3 separate regions of the Zea mays genome follow, and regions 2 and 3 are each linked to region 1. A link is a contact called in public Hi-C data. All regions are on one chromosome and are shown on one strand. The core of a region is the stretch at or near the end of the contact, and the rest is flanking DNA. Distances in the headings are between cores, read along the strand shown. Region 1 holds the start of LOC100281711. Region 2 holds the start of LOC100193195. Region 3 holds the start of LOC100191330.

Evidence for each region. Hi-C and Micro-C count contacts between places; a contact is called where the count stands out from the background.
Region 2: a contact with region 1 is called in a Hi-C map of leaf mesophyll, with 2.4 times the contacts expected there. The contact joins the promoter of LOC100193195 here to the promoter of LOC100281711 in region 1. A contact is called at or near these places in 3 of 25 Hi-C or Micro-C datasets (bundle sheath, leaf and leaf mesophyll).
Region 3: a contact with region 1 is called in a Hi-C map of leaf, with 3 times the contacts expected there. The contact joins the promoter of LOC100191330 here to the promoter of LOC100281711 in region 1. A contact is called at or near these places in 3 of 25 Hi-C or Micro-C datasets (bundle sheath, ear and leaf).

The regions. Positions count from the first base shown.
Region 1 is chr4:167,837,669-167,841,806 of Zm-B73-REFERENCE-NAM-5.0, reverse strand. LOC100281711 reads left to right here and starts at 2,594. Exons shown (of 3, transcript NM_001368083.1): 1 at 2,594-2,822; 2 at 3,624-4,138. The coding sequence starts at 3,794.
Region 2 is chr4:167,985,985-167,990,254 of Zm-B73-REFERENCE-NAM-5.0, reverse strand. LOC100193195 reads left to right here and starts at 2,084. Exons shown (of 5, transcript NM_001138350.1): 1 at 2,084-2,390; 2 at 4,054-4,270. The coding sequence starts at 4,151.
Region 3 is chr4:168,029,716-168,033,791 of Zm-B73-REFERENCE-NAM-5.0, reverse strand. LOC100191330 reads right to left here and starts at 2,560. Exons shown (of 9, transcript NM_001136764.1): 1 at 1,843-2,560; 2 at 1,075-1,173; 3 at 813-917. The coding sequence starts at 1,930.

The sequences.
Region 1 (4,138 bases), core at 1,345-3,844:
GATGGCTGGGGCAGGGGATCGGAAGCGGCATGGCGGCTGGACGCGGTGGGAATCGAGGCGGGGGTGGGGGTGAGCGGCCGGTCGCGCGCGGGATCCGTGGAGGCAGGGGATGGCAGAGGCAGTCTACACTGCACGCTTAATAGTTAGTAGAGAAATATAGAGTACAGGACGTTTGTTGGAGAGCGATCGACGCGCGGGCTGCTGCTGCTGGTGCCGTGCACTTGTTCGGCCCTATCCTTGAGCTTTGGATAGCGCGCCCAGCGAGGCAAACGGGGCACCCTTGAGAGTTCAATCCTTCGTGGCGTTGCCGTCGCTGCCTCGCTAGCTGGAGGCTGGAGGAAGAAGGCGACTGCTCCGCCTCACAGACACCAACGCCGAACCGGCCGTGGCCAGCCATGCATTGGGATCCCGGCATCCCGCGGGTCCACCGGCTCCAGCTGCTGGCCGTACCGCCACGGTTTCAACGGTTAGGATCCGTATGAAGGCTTGATCGTATTTGAACTGCCAGCCTCATTGTCCTACACTACACGATTACACGGTCACCGTATGAGGAGATGGAGAGGACACCGCTTTTCAGAGGGAAAAACAAAAAGAGTGTTAGCGACAGTACGTATATTATCATGAATTTTGCGGCAAGTGACCGCACATCGTTGCCTGCCACATTTTGTCTCCTTCGCGTATCATCGATTCGGACGCCGCGAGACCCATGAAAGATAGCCATCAATGCTCTATTTTTTTTTTCTTTCTTTTCTGTTTTTTCGTTCAACACACATGTTTGTTGCGAACCTCTGAACTATTACCTAACTAACAATTAGTTTACTAATTGGTAGAGATAAATCAATATGGACTAAAAAAAAGTACGTACACATGCCTCTAAATTAGTCCATGTATTGAAACAGTATTGTACTGTGCTAAACTTTAACAGCGCAACCGCCTACGTTTTAGTCCATTCCATCTAAACTTCAGCTCTCTAGGCAATCCACGTAACCGTCTGTTTAGATCTCGCACTCTAAAGTTCAGCCACTAATAATAAACTTTAGCTATTTCCACTTTAAAAGTCGATTCAGAAACAACATTAAAGCATATAAAAAAAGTTTTTAGTTAATTAGTTCTTAACTTCTTCATCCAACTAAACTTTAGACGAGTCAACGAATCCAACACAAACGCTGAAGGCATGCATGTTTGGCTTGCTTCCTTTATGCTGCCAAGCAAGAGGTGTGCACATGCCCATACTCCAGCGAACAAATCATCCGCAAAAAAGATTTGGTAGCGATCCAAACACGTCCTAAGAATCATAATTCTTATACTTGACTAATGACTAGTATGGGTACAGACATGGTATAAGATTTTACCTACTTAGAGCATCTCCAAGAAACTCTTTATCTTTAGCTCTCTCTATTTGACTATCTATTTATCTTTTTATAATACAGTCTATACATATTATCTCACTTCAACAGACTATCTATCTAGTTCGGCTAGTCAATTGACTAGCCAAATTTGGCTAGTGAGAGAGAAAATTTGGAGAGCTCGATAGCTTAGCGAGTCACATAGCTAATACGTTGGAGAGTTATTTTGCTGTTGAGTAGCCAAAATTTGGTTTGGCAAGTCATTTATCTAGTTCTTGGAGATATTTTTATACATATATACCATTTTATGAATTGTACTATTAGCTATTTTGTTGTGTTGTTTTTTTATTTTATGACGAAATTTAAATTATAGAAGTACAGATATTGTAAGACAGACTGAGTACGAGCTATCTTTAAAAGAAAAATAAAAGAAACCTACTAGGTAACCTACGACGAGTAACCGGCCCATCTAGCTTTGCTTCCACCGATCCCTTCGCGGAAAGCAAGAAAAAAGTTGACTGTGGGCTCTTAACGAGGTGACGGGAGAGAGAGCTTTGTCACGTCCAATTGATTGGCGATGTGATTTTTTTACAGAGATGCACGTATGGTAATAAAAAATTGCAACGTTGGAACTTGTAAGGTTGCTGCAGTAGTACGTTGTACAGGGCTAAAATGATTTTGTACTACCCGCGCCATCATGATCGCCCGAGAGGCAGCTTTCACTATTTAGATGGTTAGCTGGCTTTTAAGACCGTTTGCAGCGGTTCATCTAAAATTTATCTAAAAATATTGTTTTACACTATTCTGTATATTAAAATTGTACTGTGCACAAAGTAGAATTTGAACATAAGTATATATATGAATAAGCTGTTAGAGATAGTCTAAGTGGTACCGAATTCGACTGCTTCTGCAGTATTTTTGTCTACCTAGAGTGTAAACAGTCGCCAAACGGCCTCTGATTTCATGATCCAACGCGTTGTTTTTCCTGATGCTGGTTTTTGGCAGAGTATTCCGTTGATCTTCTTGGCTATGGCGTTCACATACATGGAACTGTACATCCATTAGCGCTCCTAGTAAACTGATGAGAGAGGGACCAGCGGAAGATCGAGGCGGCCATGTCGTTTTCCAGACACTAGGCGTCGCCCTCGCCCACCCAGGGACCCCCAAAAACTGCGGGACAGGATCATTGCACCCGCGAAATGAAAATTTACAATAAAAAACCGATAGTAGAAAACGAAAGCGAACTGACGGGCCGCCGGGCCGGGGAGCAGAAAGGGAGGCCATTAATACTCGACACCTCCCCGTCTTCTTCCTCCTCCCCCCTCCGCCATTGCTCCACGAGTCCACAAGACATCTCCCGCGCGCCAGAGCTCTAGAGAGAAACTGGACAGGAGCGCGGGCTTCGGACTCCCATCTCCGCGGGGGCACAAAAGATGCAGGTCCTCATGACTCCCAGCCTCCGCGCAGCGCAATCGGGTGAGATTTCTGCTGCGCCACATCTCCCCTCCGGTTCTGTTTTCCCTGGTTCCTGATTCGGCTGCCTTCCGTTATTTATATATAAATAAATGTGCTTCGGCCTTCGGTCCTGTTACTCCTATAGATCTGTCGCGCCTGCTGGGTTCCAGAGCTGTTCGGTTTGGCTCATCTCTGCCGTTCTGCATTTCGCAGAAAGACGAGAAAAGCCCGTCCCTACTTCCTGCTTTCCTCACCTTTCCGCAGCCAACACCAGAAGAAGAAATTGGCAAAAAAAAAAAGGAGCATTTTGGTTTCGTTGAAATGCGGCCCCGATTTCGACTCGCCAGCTTTGCGCGCCTCTAACTGCTAGGCAGTAGTGTGTGTTTTCTCTCTCTCTGTGTGTGTGCGCGCGCGCGCGAGGAAAGGCCTTCGTTCTGGGGCGGGCGGCTCTCTTTTGCAAGCGGCAATGATGCGCCTTTGGCGAGCACTCTCTGCTGATCAGACGCTTGTTTATTGCTAAAGAGGACGCTAGATCTGTAGCGTTGCATGATTGAGGTCAGTGGGGGGCGGGGCTGGACATAGTTGATGGTTTTAACAGGACCTTTCCTAGCTCTAGGCCGACAACAGATGAACGAACCCCCCCAAGTGCGGCGGGCGCACATTGAGCACCCAATGATGAGGCGTCCATGGCGGATGCTGAATGTGGCCGTCATTTTCTCGCCTTATTTATTTCTTTTTGGCAAAGTCTTGGTTTACTGTCTACTTGAATATTATGTCGCAGCCCCTCCTGCGTTTTATAATCGCTATTTTTGCCACTCACAGTTTTGCCGATTTCATCGAAGTTCTTCCCCCCCACACCATTTGCAGATTGTCAATGAATCTACAATGCAAATAGTCCATTGCAATGCCAAGGTTGCTTCCTGACTGACCAGATCGAGCGTGTTGAACTCTCTGGTCATCTCGTCTGAAAAAACAGACAGGTGTTTGCAGCTATGGCTTCGAAGGCAATGCCCCAAATTCTCCCAGAAACGCCAGGCATCCCAGGCACGAAGCAATGCTCTAAGAGTGCTCCCCCTTTCGAGCTTCCCCAGACGAACAATTCCTGTGCTTCTGCGCTGACGGTGTTACCAGGAACAACAACTGACCTGAGCAAATCGAGCCATAAACCTGAGCTGAACGAGCAGAAACCAGACCACCGCCTCAAGGAACCTGTCGACGCCGCGTCGGTCAAGTTCCCCGTAGAACCGAGCAAGAAAGCGGTAGCGGAGCATGGGAGCACGAACGGGGGTTCCACTTCGTTTCAGACGTGTGGAGGGACTAGCCAGGCCCAGGCAAAG
Region 2 (4,270 bases), core at 835-3,334, 150 kb before region 1:
AAAATATACGTAGATAGCATTTGGCGTCACTTTTGACTACTAATTCATGTGGCTTCGATACAGAAGCAGCCAAAATGGAATTGTATATTATGAAATAAGTAACTGGAAATCACATGAATAAAATCATTTTATTCTCAAGCAAGTTCAGATAGGCTAGCAAATAAGACATTGAAGCCAAACAAATCAGGCCATCCTTACAACTGTATTTTGAACACATGTAACCAGTTTTTGCATCACTGATTCTGCTTTTCCTTTCAGATAACTTCGTGGGGCTAGTTCGGATGCCAGCCTAATGGAATACAAACAGAAATAAAGTTAGTAGCCTAAAGTAAACGCGTCCACAAACTCAGGTACTGAGAAAAAAACTATACTTTTCAAAGTAGCGGTCCAAGTTATGCCACTGAGGATCCTTGCAATAGTTTCCAAAGCGAATGACCTCTTTTGTAAATACTTCTAACTCTTCCCTGATGGAATTAACTAATTAAGGTATTGTTTCAATATAAAAATAAAAGGCACACTACAGTTTTCCATACATTTTGAACAGGGTAACACGCACGACAAGCATGGATAAATTAGGCCATAATTACATGATAAGAAGTGAACACAAGCACAAACCTTTTGTCGGCAGCTGCCATCTTGAGCAGTTCATCAAAATCTTTGGATATAAAAAAAATGATTGGTAGGACGCACCTTCTGCATAACTCTGTACTGTACGCGATCAACAAACAAGAAAGAGCACCTCAACTTCGCAACGGAGAAGAGCGTCCCGTACCACAGCCAGAACCCAAAAATGACTCCAGCGATCACACGGTAGTACAACCCTGACAGTTTGTTCAACGAGAGGAACAACATATTGCTTAGCCCTGGAGGAATGGCTCCTGACAGTTTGTTCAACGAGAGGTCAAGTGACTCAAGAACGTTCAAGCTTCCGATGCTGCTAGGAATTCCACACGACAGACGGTTTCTCGACAGGTTCAGAAACTGGAGGCCTTGGAGATTGGTGAGCTCGTCAGGGATGCAATGCGACAAGGAGTTGCCCGACAGATCGATGCCTGTCATCAGCTCGAGTATCCTCTGGAACCTGAGCTTCTGCCCCTTCCAGATGATGTCGATCCGATCCTGGTAGATGGACCCGTCCAGCGATCCTGTGCTGGAGTTGATCTTGGGGTGCTTCATGGAAGCCAGGTCTCCCAGCTCTCTCAGGATCAGCCCCGTCAGTCCGTTGTGGGCTAGGTCCAGCAGCTGGAGCTGCGAGAGCTGCGACAGCTCCGGAGGGATCTGGCCGCTGAAGTTGTTCGAGCTGAGCCTAAGGATCTTCAGCGCCAGAACGAAGGTCCCGATCCAGCGATGGATGTCGACGTAGAACCTGTTGTTGTCGATGTCTACGGTGGGCGGGCGCGGTGGAGGAGCGGTGGCGGCGGCGCGCGCGGTAGAGGAGCGGGGGCTGGCGGGCGCACGGTGGGGCGGTGACGGCGGGCGCGGTGGCGCGCGGTGGAGGAGCGGTGGCGGCGGGGGCGCGGTGGAGGAGCGGGTTGGTGGCGGCGCGCGCGTAGGCGAGAAAGAAGAGAGACGCGTGGGTCGCTAGGGATTTAGGTTTTTGGGATAAGTTCGACGGTGTCCACGTGGCCCACGAACTTAATTTAAGAACGTGAGTACTCACGTCCCTAATACGATAAGTTCGACGGTTTTAGCTAGGACGCACGAATTTAAACTAAGAACGTCGGTACCCACGTTCTTAAATTAACTCATGAACTTAACTCAATTAAGAACGTCGGTACCCACGTTCTTAAATTAACCCACGAATATTTATTAGTTTCTTGTAGTGGAGTGAAAACCAGGCCAGGGGTCAGAGGGAGGGAGCGCCAGTGGGCGGGTGAGAGCGCGGCCCACCGCCACTTGGCGAAAAGCACAGCGCACGTGGCGCCTGCCCGAGCGCTCCGCTCCGTTATCCTCGGCGCGCAGGCAAATGACGGCCCCGCCCCTGGTGAAAAGCGCAAAAAGGGCACTCCCGCCTCCCGGGTCCCGCGCCGCGAGGTGGGCCCACTTCCGCCCGCCCTCATCCCCCTTCCACTTCCCCCCTCATCACGTCCTCTTCCAGTCTCCACTCTCCACGTGTTCCATCCCATTCTCCTCCCCGCGCCCCGTCCCCCTCGCCTCGCTTATCCCCCGGACCCGGCCGACCCCTGCTCTGCTCGACGTGTTGGCAAAACCTCCTCCTAGTCCTCTCGCAGAAGGAGCTTGTTTTCTTTACCGGCGCGGCAACAGCGAAAGCTTCTCGATCTCTCTCCCCGCTGCTCCGCCGCTGGGTACGGTGGTTCCGCGCCTCGGACGCGCCCGTGCGGGTTGGTTGGATCCGAGCTCTGTGCAGAAGCGCCGCCGCGACACGGTCGGTGAGCGCTCTTTCTGGCTGCTGTTTTCATCGCGAGCTTGGATTCAGACATTCGGTGCCGTCCATGCAAGGGGTAGACGGATTTGGGTGAGGAGTCTATTGCTTCTTCGATCGGGGATTGAGTGTTTGGTCTACCGTCCTTGTTTATTTAGCTCGTCGGTGTTCCAGGGAGTTCGACGTGTATGGGTGTAGTGTGTTGGGCTGACAAGTCTGAACTCTATTTTTTTTCCTTTCTTTCCTCTTTGCGGACACTTCACGTTTTTATTCCGTGTCGCGTAGACCGTACGCGAGTGGTTCGGTTTGTTTGATTTCGCCCTTGCGCAGGCGGCCTCAGCTGCTAAAGTCTTGATTAACCCCGTCTAATTGCTTGTATCTGCAGCCAGTTCATCTGGAAAGGGTTTTATCTGTTCTTTTACAAAGGTTGCTTTTGCCTACTGACGCGTGAATATCGAATAGTGATGATAGTATATTCGCGCTTTGCTTGTACGTGTCTGTACTCTGTTGTCCCTTCTGTTCAAAGCGGCAACTATTCATCTGCGTCGAAAGGGAATCCTTTTGCAGCGTGAATTTGACTGTTCTTGAGCGAAATTTGCCGCGTTTATTTGAGTGGCGCAGAGAGTCCGCTGGCTTCCAGCCTTCCACGAGTAGCCGGCAAGCGACCAGATAGAGGGAAAAAAGAGAGGGTTAGTGGTGCACTGGTGCTTAACACCTGTATTTGTTGTACCTGAAGTTTGGCATATGGCCACTTATTCTGTGCCACACTTACCGGTCATGTGCATGGAAAGCGTCCATTCGATATGCCAAGATATGAACATGCCACTTAAAATGATAACTTGGGACCAGGGAGCCATTTGCAATAGAGGTCGCAAAAAGTTTGGTTGCACTTCGTCCTATTTGTCTCTCACTCACTCAGTCACTCCTATGTGCTGATATGCTGTGCTAAGCTGGCATGAAAGACTCTTGACTTCTTCAGAGCATTGATGCCAATTGCAATAAAAGCGTTTGTTTGTCTCCAAGATGACTATTCATCACTCTATCTTTCGGTGGTACCAAATGCATTATGGTCACTCTATTTGAAGGTCTTTTGAATTTACTCTGCTTACCTCCCCCTTATGCTTTACAGAGATTATATGCTTTGCCAATAGCGTAGTCCCAAATTATGGAAGCCCCCTTAGATTACATGTCTGTACTTCTATTCTGAAACTTCTTGTAGTTATCTAATGCGCTGGCTGACAGATATAGGAAGAATATCTAAATCTCAAATTTTCTGTGAGGGCCTCAGGGGAAGCGTCCTATGTAGCTAAATGAGGGAGCGGTTCTGTGTTATCTATGGGTGACAATGAGCTCTAAATTTTACACTATAAGATTTAATGATCGGATCATATTAGGATCAGGCCCTACCATTTTGTGAAGAAGCATTTGGATTGTAATCCATTACCATCCCTAGTGTTATCATAAGACTGTCACTAGCTCGTGGCAGAGTGTATGTAGATGCATATTTTTGCTGATGTGGAACAGAATAGGTATCTGTTTGCATGGCCTGGGGAAAAGTTGCCAATTTTTCTCAATACTCAAATTTTGTCTCTATGCGAAACAGTCAGAAGTAACTATAGGTTTGCTGTATTGTTACTCATTGTTTACTTCTTAATGCTTGTATCACATAGAATTCCACTGGATCCAGCTGCTGAACGGGGTACCAGAAGGTGGATTTGGTAGTAGCACTGAACAGCGAGTGGAATTTCTCTAATACTGTCCAGGATCATGGTTCCTCTCTGTGGTTTCTGTGGGAAACAAAGGTCAATGATCTACTGCAGATCGGATGCGGCATCATTGTGCTTATCATGCGACCGTAGCGTTCATTCAGCTAATGCACTGTCTCGG
Region 3 (4,076 bases), core at 1,311-3,810, 190 kb before region 1:
TAATTGAAGTAATTGATTATCAAAGTTTGTAAAGCTTGACTTCCCCTAGTTAAAATGCATAGATCATTTCCGGAGTGAGAGAGTAACTGTATGCATGTCCATTAAGAATATGCTAAAATACCATGCCCCATCTCTGCATGGCATAAATATCAAGCATGTGAACAACTTAAGAGCAAGAATAAAAAGATATCCAAATGGCAGTGGAAAGATGATTTTAAGAAAAAAAAAATCTGCAGGGAAAAAACAAAGCCAGTAATAGCCAGAAAATTCTGCAATTAATCAAAGTGTAGATAACAAGATACAAGTCGAAGCAACAAAGGACAGCTTCCAAATCTTTAACAGATGACCGTCAGGTCCTTGTACAATAAATAGCTTGATTGTAAACAAAACAGTTATGTATTTGGGAAAAAAAAAGATATGGAAATGGGAAAACACCGTTAAGTTCTCGGACGTTCTCTCCATGACCCTAGTTCTCAAGGTGAAGAACAGAGACACAGACAACAGAACATATAAGAACTCCCAAGGCCGATGAGCAGCATGGGTGCTGTTTTTGTGGCCCCGAAACTCTCCCTGATTGTGTAGGTACTAAAATGCACCTAGGGAATTACAACACACAAGTGTGCTTTCTTTTCCACAACATGGACTGCTATAGTTTGATCCTATAATGCCCTGCTATAGTTTGATCCTAATGCCCTCCAAATGAAACTGAAAATCTTAGACCCATCACAAATATAGTCAATTCAAAAAATAGAAGTTTGGGAAATTGGCATCTAAATAAGTTGCATTTTGAGAATTTCATTGAGGGAACTGACCAAGCTCTAGCTTTAGTTCTGCATCAGACTTGGTAGGCACTGCATGTGATGAAGAACCCTTTCCACCTTTGTCACTACTGTATGCTTTTCCTTTGCTTGCCTCACCTAAACGGGATGGAATTATTACAGTTAACACTGATAAGACAACATATGAAAGAAAGGCAGAAATGTAACAAGAGTATAGGTAAATATCCTTATATCTGGAACACATACTAAGTACCTTTTGAAATGGATGATGTTTAATAACATTGTGTATTTGTACCTTTAGAAAGGGCTGAAGCCTTTCCACCAGTTTTTAGGCTCGCAGATGAAGCCTTCCCGTTTGACTTTGAGTGAACAGGAGTTAGCTCTTCTACAAAACCTAGAAACAGGCAGCGCAACATGAGTACTGCAGGTTTCAAGCATGTATCAAGCTATTCATGTGCAGTTACATTCGGCTATATTATAGAGTTTAGGATTTTATTCATGCAATGAGTCCCTTAGTTTGCTCTTAACAAAATACTGAAGATCAAGTACATCATATGTCCAGTCCAGTTATTACCACCTGGAAGCTGATGCACACAGCACACCTGCCAATCATGATTCAAAAGTAGTTTGTAGCAGAATTTGCAATCAAAGTGATATCAGTGTTCAACTTAGACAGTGGAAATGCAGTACAATGCAATTAGATAAAACAATGACAGTTAAAAATGAAAAATGTTATATATTCATCTGCCAACGATTTTTCTCTATTAATATATCAAGTGTATGAAGCCTGCCAAGAAAAGCCAATAGGCATTGCAAAGAAATGACTAACACCAAAAATAAATGTTCGTTATGATAACATGAGGTACGTTTTCCTATCCTGAATGTCCTAGAGGCCTTTTTTCATGTAACAAATGCCATGCAAGAGAAAAGCGAACATGTCTTACATGACATGCCCAAAATGTCAAGAGTTCAATCATAAATATATGCAATAAACGGATACTGGAGCGTCTCAAGAGTTATAGAATGACAGGCAGTGTATCATGAGAACTGAATGTGCTGTTACCTTCAGAGTCAGAGTCAGAATCTGAAAGCACAACTACTCTTGGCTTCGCAAAAGAAACCTTATGCCTTCCATTCGGTACTTGGTCCATTGGAAAAACTTGTCAAGACTCCTACCACAAAGATGTGCGTAAGTTCTGCTTATGGAAGCCTACGTCATTCAAATCAAAATTCATCATATATGCACATCAAAAAGTGTAACACAGGGGCCTTAAGTTATGGAACTCCCATCAGGCATAACATATACACGAGACATCTGAAACTTTAAAGTAGGACTACATACATTGTTTTGTAGTTTAGTTTTCGTGTAGAATTAAAGACTAAACACATGAAGTTATTCTATCAATTACAATCCTTTGGAAACTAAACCTCCAGACGAAGCAAAAAAAAAAAAACTTGTTTTTACGTGACAATTATTAATCAGATACAGAGGGAAAACATCGCTTTCCACAAAGCCAGGGGTTAATCCAGTAAAGGGATGTGTACCGATAATTCTTGCAAGAAAATCGAAGCTAGGAGGCTTGTCAAATAGCTTTAGGTTAGGGTTTCAGTGCTCAGCTTCGCACAACATGAAGAGAAGGGCAGAGAAAGGGGTGGGAGTACCTGGTGGGTGCTCGTCGCCGGCGAAGAGACCAATGTAAACCTCCGCAACTGGCTTAGGGTGGCGGCGGCCCACCAGTCGCCGGAGAGCGAGACGCAGACAGAAGTCACAGAAGTGACAGAACCCACGCGGAGGAAATGAGGAATGCAGCGGACGATTGTTGTTTCAGCGGAAGGGGGGATGCAGCGAGCCAGCGACGCCGGCCCAGTTGAATTGTTGGGCGCAGTTAGAGCCCACCTGACGAACCTTCTTGTGGGACGTTTCTCCACACGTTACTTTGGGAATATTATTATTAATCTTTATTTCTCTCCCTTTTAATTTTTTTATTCTTCTTGATTTCATATCTATCCTCTTCGTATGACACTATCAATGGATAGTAATATATATATATATATATATATATATATATATATATATATATATATATATATATATATATTAGATAACATAAATAATAAAAATATTCAGTATATAATACATTGTAGATAAGTAAATTGGTTTTTTATATTTTTATTAAGATTGGATAGTTTCTATTGAAGCTAAAAGCCATTTTCATAAGAACATGTAAAAATATCACAAACCAAAAAACACGCTGGGTAAAAAAAATAACATCATTTTTTTCTAAAATATTAATACTTTTCTTTTTGTGACAAATTCCCAAGTGAACATAAAATGTTGAGGATGTGACTCCTCCCGAGGCTGAGACTGAGGTCGAGGCCTGGGGTCGGGCGAAGCGGAGACCTTCTCCCGAGGCCGAGGCTGAGGCCGAGGCCTGAGGTCGGGCGAGGCGGAGCTCCCTGTTGCGTCCGAGGCTGAATTCGGGGGAGATCGTGACTCAGTTTTATCCTGGTGGTTGGCACAGTAGTCGAAACGAGGTGAATAGCGTTGTTTTCCTGTCAGAACGGTCAGTAAATGGGCGAAGTGACTGCGGTCACTTCGACCTTGCCGACTGAGGCGCGCGTGTCAGGATAAGGTGTCAGGCGATCCCCGCATTAAATGTGCATGCAATACGGTCGGTTGGTAAGGCGATTTGGCCGAGGTCGCTGTACGACAAAGTCTGGCTGAGCTTGGCTTCGGGCGAGCCGAGGGTGCGCCCTATGCCTGAAGAGGCCCTCGGTCGAGGCGTGAATCTGTCTGGGACTACTGTTCCTGCCCGAGGCTGGGCTCGGGTGAGACGAGATCGCGTCCCTTGGTAGACGAGGCCTTGACTTGAATCCGTGCTTATCAGTCTTTACGGTTTGTTCTGAAGATGTTTTCCAGCCAGGTTAAGGAGTGTTGAGGGTACCCCTAATTACGGTACCCGACAGTAGCCCCCGAGCCTCGAAGGGAGTGTAGGTACTCGCTTGGAGGTTCTCCCGGATTTTTTGCAAGGGGACCAGCCTTTCTCAGTTATATTTTGTTCCGATGGGTGCGTGCGAGCGCACCCGTCGGGTGTAGCCCCCGAGGCCTCGGAGGAGTGGTTTGACTCCTCTAAGGTCTTAATTTTTTTTTGTGATGCCTCGGTCGGCCTTGTTGTTCCCTCATGCGGCCTGGCCGTAGCCCGGGTGCATGGTCAGGCTCCGGATTTTTAAGCTGGTTTTGTTGACGTGGTCAACAGTTTGGCCGTAGCCTGGTGCGAGAGCAGCCTCCGAGCCTCT